Regions from separate parts of the Anser cygnoides genome. Here region 2 is linked to region 1. The links are chromatin contacts, called in public Hi-C maps. All regions are on one chromosome and are shown on one strand. The core of a region is the stretch at or near the end of the contact, and the rest is flanking DNA. Distances in the headings are between cores, read along the strand shown.

Evidence for each region. Hi-C and Micro-C count contacts between places; a contact is called where the count stands out from the background.
Region 2: a contact with region 1 is called in a Hi-C map of granulosa cells, with 1.5 times the contacts expected there. The contact joins the enhancer-like site here to the promoter of ULK4 in region 1. A contact is called at or near these places in 4 of 7 Hi-C or Micro-C datasets (fetal liver, granulosa cells and liver).

Annotation. Positions count from the first base shown.
Region 1 is chr2:47,753,600-47,758,523 of Taihu_goose_T2T_genome, forward strand. ULK4 (unc-51 like kinase 4) reads right to left here and starts at 2,675. Exons shown (of 39, transcript XM_066992021.1): 1 at 2,162-2,675. It overlaps LOC125184234 (a long non-coding RNA gene), which reads left to right and starts at 3,101. Exons shown (of 3, transcript XR_007167918.2): 1 at 3,101-4,924.
Region 2 is chr2:47,803,795-47,808,718 of Taihu_goose_T2T_genome, forward strand. All of the region lies in intron 1 of TRAK1 (trafficking kinesin protein 1), which reads left to right. Among named protein-coding and RNA genes, the nearest start is that of TRAK1, 11 kb to the left of the region's middle. Within about 2 kb of position 3,002, at least 1 of the 3 cell types and tissues checked has open chromatin away from gene starts, as enhancers often do.

The DNA of each region.
Region 1 (4,924 bases), core at 1,425-3,924:
TAAAAAGAGGGAATGCATACGTCCAGAAAGATCAAACATAACTACCTCACAGAAGGCCTGCTCTCAGGAAATCTGATCAGAATTTTGAACAGGTGATAGTATTTTCCACTTCCAAAGCTCTTTACGCATTCCACCAGTTACAGATGGGCCAATAACTAGAGATTACAAATAATTTACCAGTAAATAAAATTCTCAGTTTGGAATCAATTTTTAAGTGCTACATAAAACTGCTAGCCAAATGAAAATATTCTAAAGTGAAAGCATTACCAAATAAGATAGCCATTTCTGCCCAGGGGCACACCAGGTACACATTCCCCTGCAACTTTCTACCACGTAATTTAACCCTTCTAAATAATTTAATCAACATAACTGAAAAAACACAGGAATTAGTATTGTCACCAATACCACGCTGCATGTAGTTTTACCAGTTATAGGAGTCAGTGTTAAGTTATTTTCATGGATAGAAACTACTCAAACAAAAGCTGTGTAAATTTGTTGGCCAATGTTGCTTTGTGGGAGTCAACAAGTTCCACAACAAAGTTATAATTTAGCTTATAACTCTCAATTTTGCCTCAAGAATTTTATGTGCTTTGTGTACTGAAACAAATGAAACAAATTCCAGAAACAAGATATGCTGCTTGCTAGTACTCAAATGACCACCCTGTGGTAAGTTCTTCCAGCTTGCGGCCAACTCAGGTCTTTCAATTACCAGCTGAATTACTTCTAAGCCATTTGAAGTTGCTTGCTCTCATCTCAACACAAATTCTTCCTTCTCATTTATAATTTTTTTTTTTCTCCCTCAACCAGGCCAGTTCTCAGTGCAGTTACCTTAAAACCACAGTAAAGCTGCATCTTGCAGCAGGCAGCATGGCAACAAGAATCACCAACAAGGACGGAGAGGAAGGCTGCTTAAGCGGTACTGTTGCCAAATGCCTAATTACAAACCACAGATTCAATTTTGCTCCAACTCTTTCACGAGGAGCTATCAGAGCTCCTAGACTGACAAACTGAAGACCAAAACGAGACCAGAGAATTCTCAAGTCTTCAGACAGAACTTTAGGTAATTAAAAAGAAAAAAAAAATCATTGGACAACACTAGACAACACATTGTCCACCACTGAAATCTCAGTGAAACACCTCAGAAGCACGCAAAACAGCAGGCTACGGGTGCCATGGGAATCACATTTGCTCTGGCCAGCAGAATGCAGGACCAGGACACCAAGAACACCCAGTTCCAGAAGCATTCCTTCTTCTCTTGGTGAATGAACGGCCAGAGCACTCCCAACGGAGCCACACATGCAGGCCTGAGGCCTCCTGCAGCCCTGACACAACTTGAGGCCATTCCCTCTAGTCCTATCACTAATTATCTGTGAGAAGAGGCCGACCTCCAGCTCCCCACACCTTCCTTTCAGGCAGTTGTAGAGAGCAATAAGGTCTCCCTTGAGCCTTCTCTTCTCCAGACTAAACAACCCCAGTTTCCTTGGCTGCTCCTCATAGGACTTGTGTTCCAGCCCTTCACCAACTTCGTAGCCCTTCTCTGGACATGCTCCAGGGCCTCGATGTTGTTCTTGTAGTGAGGGGCCCAAAACTGAACACAGGACTCGAGGTGCAGCCTCACCAGAGCTGAGTATATGGGGACGATCACCTCCCTGGTCCAGCTGGCCACACTATTCCTGATACAAGCCAGGATGCTCTTGGCCTTATGGGCCACCTGGGCACACTGCTGGCTCATGTTCAGGCAAGCATCGATTAGCACCTCCAGATCCTTTTCCTCTGCATGGCTTTCAAATCACTCTGCCCCAGACCTGTAGCACTGCACGGGGTTGTTATGACCAAAGTGCAGGACCCAGCACTCAGCCATGTTGAACCTCAACCCGCTGGCCTCTGCCCATCAACCCATCCTGTCCAGGTCCCTCTGCAGGGCCTTCCTATCCCCCGGCAGATCGACACTTCCCCCCAACTTGGTATAATCTGCAAACTCGCTGAGGGTGCACTCAATTTCCTCATCCAAATCATCAATAAAGATATTAAAGAGATGGGCACCAACACCGACTCGTGGAGAACATCACTGGTGACCGATTACCAGCTGGATTTCACTCCGTTCACCGCCACTCTCTGGGCCCGGCCGTCCAGCCAGTTTTTAACCCAGCAAAGCGTGTACCTGTCCGAGCCACGGGCTGCCAGCCTCTCCGGGAGGATGCTATGGGGGACCGTACCAAAGGCCCTGCTGAAGTCCTAGCAGCCGTTGGTTCTCTCGCCCCTCAACCGCCAGCCATCAGGCGGCGGGCGAGCAACACCCACCCTTCCCGGGGGGCCGCAGGGCCCCGCTCCGCCGCCATCGGCCGGCGCCGCTGAGCCCCGCCCGCGGTCCCGGAGCCTCCCATGCCCCGCTTTGGGGTGGAACAGGGGTGTGTGCCTACAGGGAGCTCCCCGCCACACGCCACACAGAGGGAGAGACACCGGCACAACACGCCAAGAGGCTCTATCAGCTGCTTTATTTCTCAATATTTTTATTAGAGTGAGGAAACGCCGCAAAGCGCCAAGAAGGGCTGTCCGCTCCCCCCGCCGCAGCGCTCGGGTCGTCGTCGCCGCGCGGCCGTATCCAGGAGACGGGGACGGACGCCGGAGCCGCCATTGGAGCGGGGCCGGGGCCGCCGCGGGTCCCCGGATGTAGCCGGAGCGCCGCCTGGTTGCTAGGCAGACTCTAGTTGCTCGGCAACCGGCAGCCCCCCCACCCCCCCACCCCGCCCCCCACCCCGTCCTAACGGCCCCCGAAACAAATATTTTTTCAATTTTTTTCTGTAAAGTGGAGGTTTCACGTCATTCTTCATCCTTAGGTCCTTCCCCTCCCCTTCCCTTCTTCCCCTAAAAAGTATATACCAAGTCCTTTTCTTTTACATTTAGCTTTTAACAGCCTTTGGTGTATCTCCCCAAGGTGAGCCGTGAATAATTATTTTATCTGTTGTCCCACTTCGCCCTCGTAACAGTTTTGAGCCCATCGGTACGTTTCGACCTGGTTTAGTGAAAGAAACAGTATCACAGAATCACTGAATCACAGTATCCTCAACAGGACAAGTTAAATAATAGTTATAAATAATAGAAATAAATTAAATTCAAGGACCAGTATCCTTAAACAGTCGGTGTTTAAGGCAGGATGATGACCAATTTTTTTTCGCTCTCACCATAGGAAAGATTTCAGTATGTATGTAACCCCTCCCTAATACTGGGGTAAAAAAAATAAGAATAAAAAAAATAAAAATATCCCTTGACACCCTACTTGGGAGAGGGCAGCTGGGAAGGTGCCAGCTGTAAGAGACATACCACTTTTGCTTCATACCTCCTCAGCCACCAGAGGCTGTAGCCACAGAGCAGAAACCTGGAGGAACTGAAGCTTCCTTCCCTCAGCTTGCCAAACCTTTTGTCACTGTTCAGCTGCTCGCAGGTTTGGCAGGGAGTCTAGAAAAACGGTAAGAGGTCAGGGCTGAAAGCAGGCTTGATATATTGAATATCCATATAGAACTGGCTGGGCTGATAAGAACTGAAAAATATCATGTGTATGTTCAACAAAAGTGCTCATTTCTTAATAATTTTGGATTCTGTCCCATTTTGCAGCGTATGTTTTCAGCAATTAGAGTTGATCTGTAATTGTCAAAGAAGCTACAGTTTTGGAACTGCACAAGCATAATAAATTGTCCGTTTCTTTTTTAATGTAAATGAGTAGTTGACTAGATATAAATAAACAGAATACGTACATAAATGTCACCTCATTTCTTTAAGTCGGCAAAAGAAAAGTACGCTTTGAAGAAGGATTTATTTAGATTTAGAAAGCTGTATATTTTGTCTTTGGCTCTGATGAGGATGACCGATATAGGATACTAGCTCAAATGCAGAACCAGTTCCAACAGCAGCGTGCTGGCAGAGCTTAGAAAAGTCGCTTAATTGAATTGTCCCTGCCCAACAGGACAAAACTGAGCCATAATAACTGTCAAATTACTGCCTTTGCTTTAACATTTCTAGTGTTTTTTCCTGCGTACAGCTTTCTGTTAAATTAGTCCAGGTTAAGGATTGTTTTTATGCAAGAGGGGAATTTGTGGGGAATGAGCTGGTATGAACTTTAACAGTCTTTTGAGATCTTCACATAATAGTGGCCATAGCAATACAGAGCAGAAAGAGAAACACAAACAAAATGCTTTAATAACAAGACAGAGATCCATAGCCTTTCAAATTAAATGGTCTTCATAATGGAGAATGTTCAGTGCAATTAAAAGCACACCCAGGGGACATATTGACTCATACCCCCTTTTTTTTCCAGTTCCTCTTAGTTGGGAACTATGATATTTTGTGTGTTGTTGATACACACACTTCATTATACGTTTGTATCTTTCTCGCCATCAAGATGCGTAATTTCAATATATCCCAGACTGGGTTTTCTTCTCTTTAGTATAACAGTCCCTTTGGTATAAGCTCTCTTCAGAAATGTTACTTGCTTTCTGTACAAGAACTATCTTGAATAAATAATTAATTGTAAATACAAATACAAATCAGAACTGTAATTCTGCAAGTTTTATCATTAGCCCCTTTCTTACGAGTTTGATCTGTTACTCCTTCCGCTGTGTACCTGTAACTGAACATGACTACAAGTCTTTTACTCAGCTGCAGTAAACTTTACTGTGGGAATATTTTCAACATTCAGGAATGGATTGCTAAATATTCTCTTTGCTGTTTCCAACATTTTAATACTCTTTGTGATCTCTACAGCAAACTCGGCTTTGCTTCTTGCCTGGCTATCATAAGGGACAGTCAGTTGTAATCAAATTCTTGTTCTCAAATAAATATATGACCTAATTTAAAGTAAACTGAGATCTCGTGATTAAACCACGTAGTTCAGGAATGCTTAAACACTTCACTGCTCTATCCTCAATGG
Region 2 (4,924 bases), core at 1,752-4,251, 51 kb after region 1:
CACCAAGGCATTCAGCCCTGAGGGGCTGTGCTAGACTTACTGCTGCCTCAAAGCTGGCTGCTCTTTCTAACTATAGAGAGCGGCTTATTTTGGCATTGATGTGTCAGTTGCTGCTGATGATAGAAGTTTACACAGGAATTATTGCTAGGCCTGAGTCACGGGAAACTGTTGCTGTGCTTCCTGTTCCTCCCATGGAGGCTCCAGTGCAGTGATGAATATCGGTAGGGCATTTTCTTGATGAATTTTTATTTTCTATTTAATAATATAAATGAACTATCTGCACTTGTCCTCCTCCTCCCCCTTCTTTCTGTGGTGAGGGACAGGCATGTGAAAACCGAGCTTCTCTGCAGTGGGCGATCAGACATTGCGAAGATATAAGAGCCTATAAAAGAGCCTTATAATATTACAAGGCTTCAATTTTTGAGTTTTGGCTAAATATTCTACTGAGAAGACCAGAAAATGGTTCTTAGTAGTAATGGGATGCTGTGTCTTTGCTGAACCCTTGAGCTGGTACAGACAAACAACAGTGTGCTTCTGGAGGCTTGAGTCTGGATCCAGAACAGCAGGGGAGGTAAGGATGGTCTAGCGTACCCTGGTGTCTCTACTTTGCATTAGGAATAACTGTAATGTTTAATTCCCTGCATCCTGGAAGGGGAAAAATTGCAGTTTTCACTTTGGAATATGGTTGTTACATTTGCTTGAACTGATTCATGAATGGCTTAATAGACTACTATGTTCTTCCAATTGAAAGGGTACCCAATAATTTGTTAAACAAAGCCAAAACTGGTAGCTGTATGGGGGAAGTAATGGCATGGAGATCTCTACTGCTGTTGGGCATGCTTTGTGATGGCAATTCAACATTTATTGTGGAAAATTCTATTAGATCCCCAAACCTCAGACAGATACTGTGTAATATGTCAACTTGCTTGTGCTTAAAGCATGACTGTATTTGGATTGAAAGTTTTCCCAGGTGAGTTATAGAAGGAGTTAAATGGAGTAACTTCATTTCAGGGAAGTCAGTGCCTATAGAGGATACAGAAGTATTTTTCTAAAAATACTCTTTTAACGATGAGATGTGCAACAATTTCCAAGAGAGTTCCTTTTTCCCAGTCTGCCAGGTGAAGTTGCAAGAAGTGCTCCCTGGAGCTTGTTCAGTAGCATGGAGAGTGTCATACTCTTTCCTGCCAGCAAAAGAGATATGGTAAAGCTTTGATGTCTGTTGCTAGAACATACTGGACAGAGAGCCAAAAAAATATTGAGAGCTAAATAGTGAAATTCAGGGTGCTCTGTCTCAAAGCACTTTTAAATATTATTGGCTTCAGCTGTCAAATCTTGGCTTCTTCATTTACCTGTTTTCAATCAGTTGAGAGTTTGTATGCCAAATGAGCAATGTTCACAGGGGATTTACAGAGTAGGTAAAGTGGTCTGTTCCTTTCAGGAAATCCTGTGTTTATATTCAGGATTGTACATGTAGGCCTTACTTTCCATTTTGCTTGTTAATCTAGAAATCTAAATCTTGCACTACTCCCTTGACAGAAGCTTGCTTGTGCACAAGCAGCAAAGAGTGTGAAAGTCTTTGAAACAGGCAATTACTTTGGTTTTAGTGATATTTCTTATGATGTTGTAGTTTATCATCATCTTCAAATGTAACTGTGGACGTTGAAAGTCTGGGACATGTTCCAGTCTTACATCTGGGTAAATATTACCATTTTATGGAAAAGTAAGTATTGGGAAGGATAACTTTGCTTGTGATAGAATATGTTCATGAGTTGAGGAAAACGAATCCCAGTTCTGGTTCTGAGGCAGATAAGGCCTTTACCTTCCTTAGACCAGTATCTTCCAAACTCTGCCACATTTAGACCATGAAAATAACATTTTGAAGGAAGACATTTCTAAGCATTGTGCTTGTATTGTGGGATGCTTTCTTTTCAACTGGGAACAAAACCAATTAGTAATATTTTTGTATGTTTTTCAGTTGAAGGAAGTGTGTGTAAGCTTCAAATGCTGTTTTCCCCATACTTGTAAACCTATATGTTACTCTGTGTACTTCCGGCTTTACCATGTCTGAAGTATTTGACCAGATTTGTCCAGGTCATCTCAATGCATATGCTAGGGTTGCTTTTGATATTATAGTGAAAAATGAGTTTTGAGAGAAATTTCCATCTACCAGTGGAGCTGTAAAGCACACAAAGGAAAGAATCCTTGACATAGGAATAATGTTTGTCCAAGAGCTATTTCTCCTCACTGAAAGCTGGCTTGCTCGCTCGCCTCAGGCTGTTGGTATACTCAGAATGCTTTCTGACTGGGTGTTAAGATATGAATAAGTCATAAGGCACGCTGATAAGTGGGGAACTCAACTGACTGATTGGTAAGCAGGTCAGCTTGCCTGGTCCACGTACAGCAGTTCGAGTTCTTCCTCCGTCATCAGCAGAGCAGTGGCTGGCAGGGGCAGTTTGGCTAACTGCTTTCTTAAGGCCTGTGCCTTGACTCTGGTGTGTAGGGGAAATTCAGTGTCCGGAATCATCTGCCCTGCGTTCTGCAGAATATGTATCCACACATAGGTACCCGAGGATGGCTTCAAAAGCACCATGTTTAAGCACTATTCTGATTGTTTTCCCAAATCGGTTTCCAGACTCTTGGAAAAACTTGATCCTTCACTGCTGAGTGGGTTCGGGTTTTATTTTTGTGGTCCTTTGGGAAAACCACGACGCTGGATTTCAGCTTCATTACACAATTAAGAATGATGGTTTCGTCTGGAAGGGAAGCAAGACTTCTTAATTCTTAATTTGCATTGTTACCTGTTAACTTGCTTAGTTCTCTCATTAAAGGAGTGTAGTGGGGTTTTTTGTTTTTATAAAGACTGTAACACAGTGTTGTATTGCCATGTTCATTTAATTCCCCTGGAATTTTCTAAAAACACCGTTCCAAACTCTCTGCTAGTGCAACTTTGACTTTAATGGCACCAAGCCACAGATAATTGGCCCAGTTTCCTCAAATTCCACAGCCTGTTGTTAAGATAAACATCCCTGGGTTCCCAAGAACACAGATGCATGTATATGGTAATATACCGGGGATACAGAGCGCCCTTTAAACAGGGAATTGTTACTTTGCTATGTCATTTTTGACGTTTGCACACAAGGCCGGTAAGCAGAAGGATGACTCGAGACAACGATTGTGCCAGTTTCTGAACTACATCGTAGGGGTTTGAGGGCAGCTGTCAGGCTTCTCCCTGTTGCTGTACCGCTAACTTGTATGGAGGCCGAGGGCGAGCAGCCCCGCATGGGAATGGTATGTGTTGAGATGCAGCCTCGTTAGTGAGTGGCTCCGTGTGACCGAAGCTTGGTAAAAGGCCCGGGGTTGCTGGGTGCTTAGGAATTTGTAGTCTTGTTGTGTCTCTCCCTGACACTGGTACCTAAAGTGGCTTTTGAGGCCTGTGTATCCGCAAGCGCTGGAGGTCTGGCTTTGTCCGCGTTCAAGAGGGCGTCAGCCTGCTGCGTTTCTTCCCAGCCCAGAGCTTTGGAGAGGGGCTGCGATTGCAGAGCCTGCGAGAGGGCTGGGTTCGGTTCCCACACGGCCTAAAACACAATATCATATGGCTGAAAGCACCACGCTACATAAAGACAACATGACTACATAAAGACGACAAAAGAAGGTGGATATGAGGCACGGTGGTTTTAACAGCCAGTTAAGAAGCTGTGGAGTAGCTTCTAGGAGCTCTTTGCACATTTAGGGTTGTAAGGCATCCCTGAAGAGCAAGGAGGCTCTCGGGGAGAGTGCCAGCAGCTGGAGCACATGCGGAGGCTCCCTGGCCTGGGCATCAATGCTGCCAGGTCTTCTTAGCATCCAGTGCAGGGCAGGAACTGGTGGGAGGGCATGTCTTGGTGGTGAGCTTCCTAATAGCCATCTCTGCAATGGCTGCTAGCAGTAGGAGGAAATGTGGGGTGATTATTTTCTTATTTTCTGGAAGAACGGGACATCCTTACTAAACAGATGTTCAGTTTTTCTTTATTGTCTTTCTATATGTTTACTCAACTGGTCCAAAGCAGTAAATCCCAGCCTGAAGGTAGGTGGATCAGGACACAGCAGGCATGGGTTTGTTTGTTTGTTTGTTTACTTATTTATTTATTTATTTATTTATTTATTGTTAGGACTGCTTGCAGGGGATTTGTTGTTTCCTTGTTGGTTCCTCTCAGCCCATTCTCATCCTATCACTGTATTTGTGAGCAGCAGTTTTCATTCTGTTATGTGATATTTTATGTAAACATTGTTGATATTTTATGTAAATATTTTGGAAAGACTGCTATGGAGATTTGAAACAATGACACTTCCAGTCCTGTAAAACTGTTTTTTTTTTTTTTTTATTGTGGTGGTGATGGTGGGTTGTTGTTTTTTTATTTTGTTGGTGTTTTTGGCATTTTTAGTTTAAATTATGCCAACTCTACACAGACCCTTAAAAATAATTGTGTAAAGTGAGAAATTCAGAAAATCCTTGTTCAATAGGAGAAAAACAATAGTAATGCAAAACAAGGTTTAAATCCACTCCCCTCCAGTTTTAAATCATGATAAATATCTGGTTTTAGTCAGTCTGTTCTTTGTTTAGTGTTACTTGGCCAAATCTCTTGGCCCTGCTTTGTTAGCAGGTAGGTTTAATTGTATCTTTGTTTAAATAGGAATAGTGGTGGGGGGACCAGTGTTATAGCATGGTCTTTCAGCTGCTGTCACTGTTTTCACCTGCGTTTCTATGTTGTCCTGAGGAAGAAGGTACAGCTCAGCTGGCTGATCATTGCTTTGGCTTGGAATAGTAACATATTTTAATAACTTTACATACTGCGTGGTATCTTAGGCCCAGTCATTGTTCAGTAGGGTTGTTGGGTTTCTGTTTGTTTTTCTTTCTCCCTTACTAGTAACTAGTTGGTGTGTGCTT